Regions from separate parts of the Mus musculus genome. Here region 1 is linked to region 2. The links are chromatin contacts, called in public HiChIP or PLAC-seq maps. All regions are on one chromosome and are shown on one strand. The core of a region is the stretch at or near the end of the contact, and the rest is flanking DNA. Distances in the headings are between cores, read along the strand shown.

What was found. HiChIP or PLAC-seq counts read pairs in DNA pulled down with a chosen protein or histone mark.
Region 1: an H3K27ac HiChIP or PLAC-seq map of embryonic stem cells shows a contact between it and region 2, with 18 read pairs. The contact joins the enhancer-like site here to the promoter of Sppl3 in region 2. A contact is called at or near these places in 1 of 39 promoter capture datasets (fetal liver), 2 of 15 datasets of contacts at CTCF or cohesin (CD8 T cells and the NIH/3T3 cell line), 14 of 484 Hi-C or Micro-C datasets (CD4 T cells, DN3 thymocytes, the G1E-ER4 cell line and 9 more), 18 of 115 datasets of contacts at active chromatin or transcription factors (the 230-238 cell line, CD8 T cells, the HPC-7 cell line and 11 more) and 3 of 9 other capture datasets (adipose tissue, liver and pancreatic islet).

The regions. Positions count from the first base shown.
Region 1 is chr5:115,047,126-115,052,322 of GRCm38.p6, reverse strand. All of the region lies in intron 1 of Sppl3 (signal peptide peptidase 3), which reads right to left. Among named protein-coding and RNA genes, the nearest start is that of Sppl3, 38 kb to the right of the region's middle. Within about 2 kb of position 2,457, at least 31 of the 459 cell types and tissues checked have an H3K27ac peak or open chromatin away from gene starts, as enhancers often do. A contact at or near this core is called in double positive thymocytes and embryonic stem cells, where this site is marked.
Region 2 is chr5:115,010,203-115,015,397 of GRCm38.p6, reverse strand. It overlaps Sppl3 (signal peptide peptidase 3), which reads right to left and starts at 3,874. Exons shown (of 11, transcript NM_029012.2): 1 at 3,783-3,874. The coding sequence starts at 3,805.

The sequences.
Region 1 (5,197 bases), core at 1,208-3,707, 38 kb before region 2:
GCAAGTATCAAAATATCATCATCCCTTCCTAAGTACCAAGCATTTTATTATACTTTCATGACTGACAGAAAGAACACACATGTACCAACAGCTGCAAGTACCAAGACTAACAGGGAGAAAGATACCAATGACTGATGAGCACTCAGATAAAAAAGAACACAGTCTCCCAGGCAATAGCACTGAGCTAGAACTGGTTGACCCGAGCACTTTATCAACAGCTTTGGAAGGTAAGGATGAGTGCAGAGCAGAGCAGAAACTACACAAAGGTTCTTGTTACAATATGTTCTCACCCTTTCCTGCGGTGACCCTTGGGGTCCTCTGGGTCTTACAGCTGGAAAAACATGTGCATCTTAATTGTGGTCTGAGAATATATCCAGGGTCACAGCTATGACACCTGTGCTGAAGACTGTCTTCTACTGACTACAACAGATGCACGGCAAGGAAAAGCTCAGACAAGCCAGTGCGAACTGAACAGCATGGCTTACATAGTACACTCCTCCAGTGACTTAATGACAGTGAAAACAGAAGCCTTTTACCTTTATCCAAAACTAGTTTAGAACTTGACCAAAATCTTATAAACTTGCAGAAATCTATATTAGTCAGGGTTCTCTAGAGGAATAGGACTATTAGAATGAATTTGTAACACATATAAAAGTTAATTTATTAGAGTGGCTTACAGGCTGTGACCTAGCTAGTCCACCAATGGTTTTCCTGATGTTTCTATTGCTTGTATGTTTTTTATCAGATAATTAAAAAGTTGAAGAGGAATGTCACATGAACAGTTTTAATCACCCTTCTATTGCTGTGAAGAAACAACTGAAAGAAGAAAACATTTACTTGGGAGGAGGGAGGGAGAGGAGATATGGCCCCTCCAGTTCCATTCCCAATGACACACCTTCACCAACAAGGCCACGCCTCCTGATCCTTCCAAACAGTTCATCAACTGAGAACTAAGCATGCAAAGATATGACCGTATGGGAGCCGCTCTCATCCAAGCCATAACAAATACTCAACAAGGGAGTATCTGAGACTCAAGTTCAATAAAGCCACCTCCATTTCTAAGGTCACCTCCCATTCACCAGATCTAAAACCAAGAAGATCTCCTGTCTTCTTAAAGGAACTAATATCTGCTATAAACTCCAATTAGTAAAATTGCTTCTGGCCAGCGTTCCATCTTTCCTTATGTACCCTGCACCCTTGTTCAAGCTATCAGGTAGGACAACTGAGGGAGAGAGAGCAGGGAAGACAGAGAGGAAGAGCCACTGAAGCTTCCTTGTTGTGCACGGGCCTGGTGCTGTTCTTGGGAACCAATCCCCTAATGAATAAAGGAGCCAATCACTGGGTGAGTAGGCGGGACTTCGGGGTTGGAAGGAGGAAGAGTAGAAGCAGGAGAGTTATGGCCTTTTGGAACGGGGACAGCATAAGGGTAGGATGTAGCTGCTAGAGTTTCCCAGTATCATGGTGCAAGGATTCGCCACTGGAGGAATCAGATTTTAATAAGGCTACAAGATTAGATTTTAGTTGTTGTGCCTAGAGATTGAGTTACCATTGTTTCTGAACTAAGTTTGTATTGCGTTTTCCTTCATGCAGCCACTCATCTGGGTTCAAGAGAAAAAGGTATGGCGGCAAAGTGTGGGTTTGCCTGAGGTGCACCATAAAGGCCATGTGAGATTTGAAGCATGGGTTTGGCATGGTAGCAGCCCCTTGGGTGGGAACTGGGAGCAATGTGGGGCTCCTCTCCTCCTGTGTGCTGGAGTTGGCTCACCTCATCTCCCTGACATCCTGTCAGATAGAGGCTCCACCAGCTCCAGCTCCAAGAGGCCATGCTCTAACCAGCCACAACTCCCAACTAACTCAACCTTAGCTGGGACCAGTAAGTATCATGATCAAACTATGCCTTCTAGGGTGGGGGACTGAGCCTGGTTGTAGGGCTCTGGGCTAGCACCGGTGAAGTCCCAAGTTAGTCCTCAAGATCACAAGAACAACAAAATGGAAAGCCAGCCTGGGATAAAATGCTACAATGTCTCCACCAGATAAACACTGGTGAGCAGAGTGTATGACTCTTCCATTTCTATATAAAACCAACAATGTCACTTAAAGAATAAGTAAAAGTTGTGAACATGCTCTTCCTGGAGAAGAGACTGCAACAGCAAGGGAGTACATGGAGATGATGAAGCATCACTTGTATCTAACTAATAAAATGAACAGTAAAACACACCTTTAATAAGCAGGTGGATCTCCTGAGTTCGAGGCCACCCTGGTCTACACAGTGAGTCCCAGGACAGCCAGGGCTACACAGAGAAACCCTGTCTTTAAAAAAAGGGAGGGCTACAGATTTAGCTCATGGCAGAGCCCTGAGCTTGAGGAATGGGGTGGGGCGGGGTAGGGTGGGGTGGGGTGGGGTGGGGCAGGAAAGAGAATCACAGTCAGCTAAGATTCGACTTTAAACTCAGGTTAAAGGAGACAAAGGCAGTGCCATGGCCATAAAGATGGCTCGGTGGATGAAGCTCCTGCTGCTGCGGAACCAGACTGATCTAAGTTTGAGCTCCTTTACTCACAGGGCAGAAGGAGAGAACCAACTGCTCCAAGCTGTCCTCTGACCTCCCCACGTGTACAGTGATGGGAGCATGTCTGCACTTACACACATACATCATACACATACACACAATAACAAGTAAGTAAGTAAACAAATGGGAATCTGCCAGGCATTGGTAGAGTGTGTGCCTAGCACACACAAAGCTCTGGGTTCTCTAGCCTATACTACCTAAATCAGGCAAGGTAGGAAACACCTATAATTCAGCAGCACGTGGGAGACATGGGCAGAAAGATCACAAGTTCAAAGCCACTTCTGAGCCCAGTCTGTAACACATGAGAACCTTTTTCAGGCCCCACCCCACAGAGACAGACACACTCACAGAAACAGTCACACAGAGACAGACAGGAGAGACAGAGTCACATACACAGAGACTGACACACACTGAAGAAGGCTGAGATCTAAACCTCTGATCCCATTCTACTGTCACTTTCACAGCAAAGTTTAACACTTCATTTAAAAAAAAATCCTAAGAAAATGCTTTCCAGGGGCTGGTGAGATGGCTCAGTGGTTAAGAGCACTGACTGATCTTCCGAAGGTACTGAGTTTAAATCCCAACAACCACATAATGAGATCTGGTGCCCTCTTCCGGGGTGTCTGACATATAATAAATAAATATTTTTTTTAAATGCTTTCCTAGTTTCAATTTCTTGCCTAAAAGTCTCTTTCCTTCTTTTACCTCTTAAAAGATATGTTCTGAAAAGCTAAAAATATCCTAGAATACAATATCCTTACATGTCTTACCTGAAACACAACACAATTTGTGTGGTCGTCCAATATTAGCAACACAGACTCCAAAACTATGTCCACAAGCCCCCTCTATTTGAAGAGCACAAAGACAGCTGGCCTAGGACAACGAGAGAGGTGAATGATCCTCACGGGCTATCAGCCTGTCACCTGAAGGCAGCTTCCACTTGTTCCACAAATACTACAGATACCTTGGGAATCCTCACCATAGCTGATGCTCTAACTCTGGCAACCTGCCTTGCAACACAAGTGCTTTATGTGCAGCTGCCATTGCAGAAGGCAGCTAATCATCATGTTCTACTTCTTACTTTTTATAGGATTTCAAACTAATCCACATTTCAAAAACGAAGAAAACACTCATCACAGATACAGACAGACGTCTGTACCGTCATATACACAGTATGTATCCTAGATTGCCTCCAAGGTTGGCCACTAAGGACACAGTCTACTCTTCCACACACCTGGGCTCCCAATGTTCCCATCAACAGGCAGACAGTCTTCCTTCCCCTTGGAACCTGGGCTTCTTCGCTTTGTGCTCCTTGTGGTTATATTCATTCAGAGCCTAGGCAGATGCCATTTTTGTTTACTTGGAGCCCTGAGCTGACAGGTAAGGACGTTCAGGCTCTACAGACAGAGGAAAAGATAACACAAGAGACCTACTGAAGAAGACAGCCAACTTCAAGGCTCCCGTTATGATCTCTAAGGTCAGGAGAGTTCAATATATATCATGGAGAACGAAGACAAGTCACCCCCAATGAGCCCTTCACAAAACCACTACTGTACACATGGCTTTAAAAGGACAAAACTTTAGAAATGGCATGAGCATTGCTGGTCACCAGGGGTTGGGGACCAGAGAGGAGAGGCCTAGGTCAGCACTGGTAATCAGAATGGTTTGGGGAGTGCTGGAAAGGGGACACAGGAGTGTGTACAGTGCAGGCCAGGGAGGAAGTTGTGCACACCGCCCTCTTACACACACACACAGGTGCTAAGGGACTTGCAGGAACCCGAGTAAAACCACTGCACTGTATCAACACCTGTGCCTGTATCTTCGAGGCTCTTCCCCACTTCTTCCTCTATAAGTTTCAGTGTCTCTGGATTTATGTGAAATTCCTTGATCCACTTAGACTTGAGCTTTGTACAAGGAAATAAGAATGGATCAATTTACATTCTTCTACATGATAACCGCCAGTTGAGCCAGCACCATTTGTTGAAAATGCTGTCTTTTTTCCACTGGATGGTTTTAGCTCCTTTGTAAAAGATCAAGTGACCATAGGTATGTGGGTTCATTTCTGGGTCTTCAATTCTATTCCACTGATCTCTGTCTGTCTCTGTATCAGTACCATGCAGTTTTGTTTTGGTTTGGTTTGGTTTGGTTTTTGGAGCCAGGGTTTCTCTGTATAGCCCTAGCTGTCCTGGAACTCACTCTTCAGACCAGGCTGGCCTCAAAACTCAGAAATCCGCCTGCCTCTGCCTCCCAAGTGCTGGGATTAAAGGCGTGCGCCACCAATGCCCGGCTACCATGCAGTTTTTAATCACAATTGCTCTGTAGTACAGCTTGAGGTCAGGCATGGTGATTCCACCAGAGTTTCTTTTACTGTTGAGAATAGTTTTTGCTACCCTAGTTTTTTTGGTTATTCCAGATGAATTTGCAAGTTGCCCTTTCTAACTCAATGAAGAACTGAGTTGGAATTTTGATGGGGATTGCATTGAACCTGTAGATTGCTTTCCACAAGATAGTCATTTTGACTATATTAATCCTGCCAATCCATGAGCATGGGAGATCTTTCCATCTTCTGAGATCATCTTCGATTTCTTTCTTCAGAGACTTAAAGTTGTTATCATACAGATCTTTCACTT
Region 2 (5,195 bases), core at 2,625-5,124:
CTTCTCACAGTACTTACACTGAAACAACTACTCATAAGTACACACTGGGCAAGTGTTTCCCTTCAACTTTCAGTTCGTGTGTTTGCATGCATTCTTTTACTTCCTCAGAGTAAAAAGGACGGTTAATTCATGAGGCTTTCGGGAGGCTGGGATGCACTCAGTAGGTGACTACTTGCATAATGTGAGTGAGTAAAGCCCTGGGTCTGAACCCCCCCCCCCCCCAGCACTAGGGGAACCCATGTGGCAGCATTGCCCATGATCCCAGCACGGAAGAGGAGGTGCAGAAAGGTCAGGAGTATAAAGCCATTCTCAGGCCAGCCTTAAACTTGGAGCAACCTGTGTCCCAAAAAAAGAAAGAAAGAAAGAAAGAAAGAAAGAAAGAAAGAAAGAAAGAAAGAAAGAAAGAAAGAAAGAAAGAAAGATGGAAAGAGAGAAAGAAAAGAAAAAGCCCAAAACAACAAAACAAACAAATAAAAACCAAAGGCTAACCAAAACAAATAGAAAAAAGAAGATCCTGGCATCCTTCCAAACTTCAAGAGGGAGCAGTGTTGCTGGCTTGTTGTCCAGCATCCAAAAGATAAGCAGGTAGCTGACCTAGTGATTACAAGGTCGGCTTGAAATCATGTGTTCCAGGTCAGCTTGGATGCCACAGTGGGCCTTGTCTCAGAAGACTAAACAAAGTATGACACCATATTGTAAATATGATGGGACATCAGGAAACCTAGTAGACAGGAATCCTGCAGTAGCCCCTGTCATACTCACCACACAGGGTTTCCTGGACAAAAGCTGTGTGCCAGACACTGTGTTAGGCACTAGAAGAGGCTAAAGGGCAGGTGTACCACAGCCCTCTCTCTCAAAGGACAGTGACCAGGCTCAGGATTTACATAACAAGTGGAAGAGGTGATGCAGACAGGACCACAAGTACTAAAAATAACAAGACTGCCTTCAGGAATGGGCAGAACACACTTCAGATAGATGGAGCTTGAGCTAGACCTTTGAGTGACAAAATTTTCTAGGAAATGAACATGTACAAGAAATCAGAACCACATGATCTTATAGGTAGGGTCCATTTTTTTTAATATTACAAAAAAGTTAAATATGTACAAGTCAACAGAATAAAATAACAAACTTGTGAGCTCATCACAGTATTGACCAATCCCAGCAATCTTGCTTTATATGTAACTTACATGTCAGAGGCTATAACATAAGCCTATTTTTAAATACTACATCCCTTCTGGGATTTGTTCTCAGATAAAACTACATTCTTCCTAAATGCAGAATACAAATAATCACACTTGATTCTGTTTTTAAAGTATCATTTTTATATATATCTATAAAACCCAAGTGAAGGGCTGGAGAGATGTGGCTCAGCGGTTAAGAGCACTGACTGCTCTTCCAAAGGTCCTGCCTGAGTTCAAATCCCAGCAACCACATGGTAGCTCACAACCACCCATAATGATATCTGATGCTCCCTTCTGGTGTGTCTGAAGACAGCTACAGTGTACTTACATATAATAATAAATAAGTCTAAAAAAAACAAGTGAAGAATGACCAAAAAAATCCAAACTTCAGCTTCCATATATGTCCAGAATAGCTCTTGCATTCTGATATTTCTGTGAGAATAGGTGAAGCAGAGAGTTCACAAAGCATCATGGGCCACATACTCAGGACACATCACTTGGCCTCCTGAGCCTGTGTCCTCCTCTGAAATACGGAAGATTTCCCCTCCTTAGAGACATGTGAGAACTATCTGCCAAATACTGTGTGTTTAGTTCTTGTGCCCTGGTTGACTTGGAAGAACCAGAAAACAGGGTAGGGGCCGAGCTTCCCAGCCCTCTCCCCTGTGCACCATCCTTCCTCAGGACACTGTGGACTCTGCTCCTGAAAACAAGCTGGAAAGGAGGGGCTGAGGGTCCTGATGGCAAGGCACTCACTCGATTGCTTCCTTTATTCCATCAAATAAAGTCAAGACCCAAGGGAGTGTTTCAAGAGAGTTTATCATATAAATGATCAGCCTCCACAAAGTAGTCTCTTTACCTAGCCCACAAGCACCACACAAGCTGTAGGTGGCCTACCTACCCATTAAGGCACTTTCACCTTCAATGTTACACACAGGACATCACTCTGTGGCTCCAAACTGGGGCTGCGAATGTGTGTTGCACACAGCACTTTCCCCAGTTCCTCATCACTGGTATTTTTTTTTCAACCAATCCATATTCTTTTTACAGTACAGTTCAAAACCAAACCAAACCAACAAGGCAGCCATGAGGATTCACAGAGGAGTCCTCGTGGGGCAGGACAAGCAAGCTCTAGGTGTTGCCAGTGCCCATGGCAGCACCAACATTACCTAGTCCATCTGCAGGTAAGAAACTGAATCCCACCTGCCATTGAGATGCCCCTCCCTCACTGCTGCTCACAACTATTAGTCTGTCCTTTTAAACCACAACTGGAGCCACCAAAACCCAACTTTTCTTTTAGTTATTTCCTCTCAACTTCCCAGTTACCTTCTTTTTCAGATTGTGCATACATCGCTGCCGTTTGCATTACTAAAGCATGTTCGATCACTAACCCTCCATCAGGACACAGTGAGCTCCCGACTTAGCATAACCATCCCTTGTTTTCGTGTATAACCCGGCTCTTTTACTGTCTCCCTATGGTAGTTACAGCTCACTTACGCTCCCAACACTTGACAGTTTGCCCCGTGCTTTGGGAAGGTAGCCACACAATCTGTACAGGTTAGGGAAAAGGCAATTCTGGTACTTAAAGGTTTAGGGTCAAGGAATGAAGAACTAACTCACTTTTCCGAAGGTAGCCACACAATCTGTACAGGTTAGGGAAAAGGCAATTCTGGTACTTAAAGGTTTAGGGTCCAGGAATGAAGAACTAACTCACTTTTCCAATTACAAAACGAAGCGGACCTTCAACCCCACTCTTCGGAAAAGTCGACAGTTCTGGTACCAAGCCACAAGTGCTTGAAACCATCTCCGATCTCTTAGGCTGCAGCGACCAGGTTCCCCGCCCGCCCGGTACCTACCACCAACCCACCCATCTCCTGTTTTCTCACCCTCAAGCCACAGCTCAACTACACCATTCCCACTCGCCCCCGGTACAACCAACCTCCTTCCGCGGCAAACACTCCACGCCTCTGCCCTTCTCACCTCTTTCCCCCCAAACTTGGACGCATCTGTCACCTCCCCCCTGTAAATCACAAGTGTGTGTGCCTCAGCCCTAAACACGCTGCTAAAAAAAGTCCCACAGGCAGGGGGACTCAACCTGGACGGACACACACACACATTCCCGTGATCGAGCCCTCCACCCCCAGAACACCGGCCAGCACTCTTCGAATCCCCAGAGCAGAGTACCAACCCCTTTACAAAGACTACCCATGACCCCGCTGCTACCGACGACTTCCTTTACAGAATGTGGCCATCCTGGAACAAGACTCCCCCTCTCCGCTGTGCCAGGGCTCGATCACGGGGCCGCAGGGCCTCTGCCCACCGCGGAAGCGGTCGCTCCCGCCCTCACTACTTGCAAGTTGTGCCTCTTACCACCTGTTCTCGCCGAGAGTGGGGTACACCTTCGCCCGGGCCCGTTCTCTGCCCACCCTTCTCCAGCTTCCCCCCTGGCCCGCCAGCACCCGCGCCAGTCGGTTCCGCTGCGCGGCTCGAATGACCGCCCCTCCCCCGGGCTCGGAGGACGCCCAGCGGCCCGCACCCCGAGCCCCGCGAGCACCTGCGGCCCGGCCCGGCCCGGCCTCCTCGTCCCCAAAAGCCCGCACTCACCACGAATAGGTCTGTTCCGCCATGGTGCTGCCTCTCGGGGGCTCCGCGGCTCGCTCGGCCGGCGGCAGAGGGCGCGGCCGGGGGCCCCGGCGGCTCGCTCCTTCACTCGCTCGCACGGAGGACAGGCAGTCGGGCTCCGACAGACTCCGACGGGCCCCGCTCCCTGGGCCCCGGAGCGGGCGCGGGCCCCGGGCTCCGCGCTCGGCCTCGTCAGCCGCGGCGGCGGCGGCGGCTCCGCTGCGGCTCCAAACCCAACATGGCGGCGGCGGCGGCGGCGCGGAGAACAAGGGCCCCGAAACGGTGGCTCGGGCCCGCGCTCAGTGCGCGCCGGGCCGCGGGAGCGCCGCGCTCGGGCGGCGGCGGCGGCGGCCGGGGGACATGGCCGGCGGCGGCGGCGGCAGCGGCGGCAGCAACGGCTGAGGGGGGCGCTAGGCGGTGAGGCGAGGCCGCTCGAAGCACACCCGCCCGCCGAGGGAGGAGGGAGCGAGCGAGCGGGCGGGGGCGAGCCCGGGCCGCTGGTCACGTGCCCAAAACACGCTCACGTGACCCCGGCGCCCCGCCCCCTCGCGCGCGCTGCCCATGCGCGGAGCGCTCAGCCCAGGTCGGCTCGGGGCTACGGTTAGCTGCAGCGGCCGCCGCGCGCTAGGCCCCTTGGGCGCGCAGTGGTCCTCCCCGGTGCGCGGCGGTTGACTGCCACTCAGCTGTCAACCTTCCATCATCCACCGTCGGCTGTCCCTGGGTCCTCAGCTGCCAGTCAACTGTCAAAATGCGGACAGAGCGCTGCATTCGGGTTCCCGCGCTGCGCGGTCCCCCTCCTTGGTTTCTGCAAACGTCCCTTCGCGGCGCCTGGTGCCAAGTCAAATGCTACCATGCTCGTCTTCATAGAAGCGATCAGCGGGGTCCTTGTTGGGTGCCAGCTAGGCGTCAGCGCCTTCACCTAGGCCCTTGTCCTTACATGCATATTCTCAGGGAAGAGACATAGGTGGTTCGAGCTGGCTAAAGCACGAAGATTATTTCAGAGTCATGGGGCTATTAATAATGGAGAGCAATTAATAGAGACTAAAGGAAGGGTGCAGGCTACTTTGATAGGGTGAATGGGCATAACTCAGTTGTTAGAGCGTTGTGTGTGACCATGTGTTAGGAAAAAAAATTTAAAAACCCAGGCCTAGTGGTGCGTGCCTTTAATCCCAGCAAAGGCAGGCAGATCTCTAAGAGTTTGCGGCCAGCCTGGTCTACATAGTGAGTTCCAGGCCAGCCAAGAATACATAGAGAGACTCTATAATGAGTTAATGAAAGACAGGGAGAAACGTGAAGAAGCATATAGCAAGAGATGAGGAAACATATTTAAGCTACACAGTGTATGTTTCTGACCACATGACATTCTGGAAAAATGACTATGGAAACAGCAAAAAG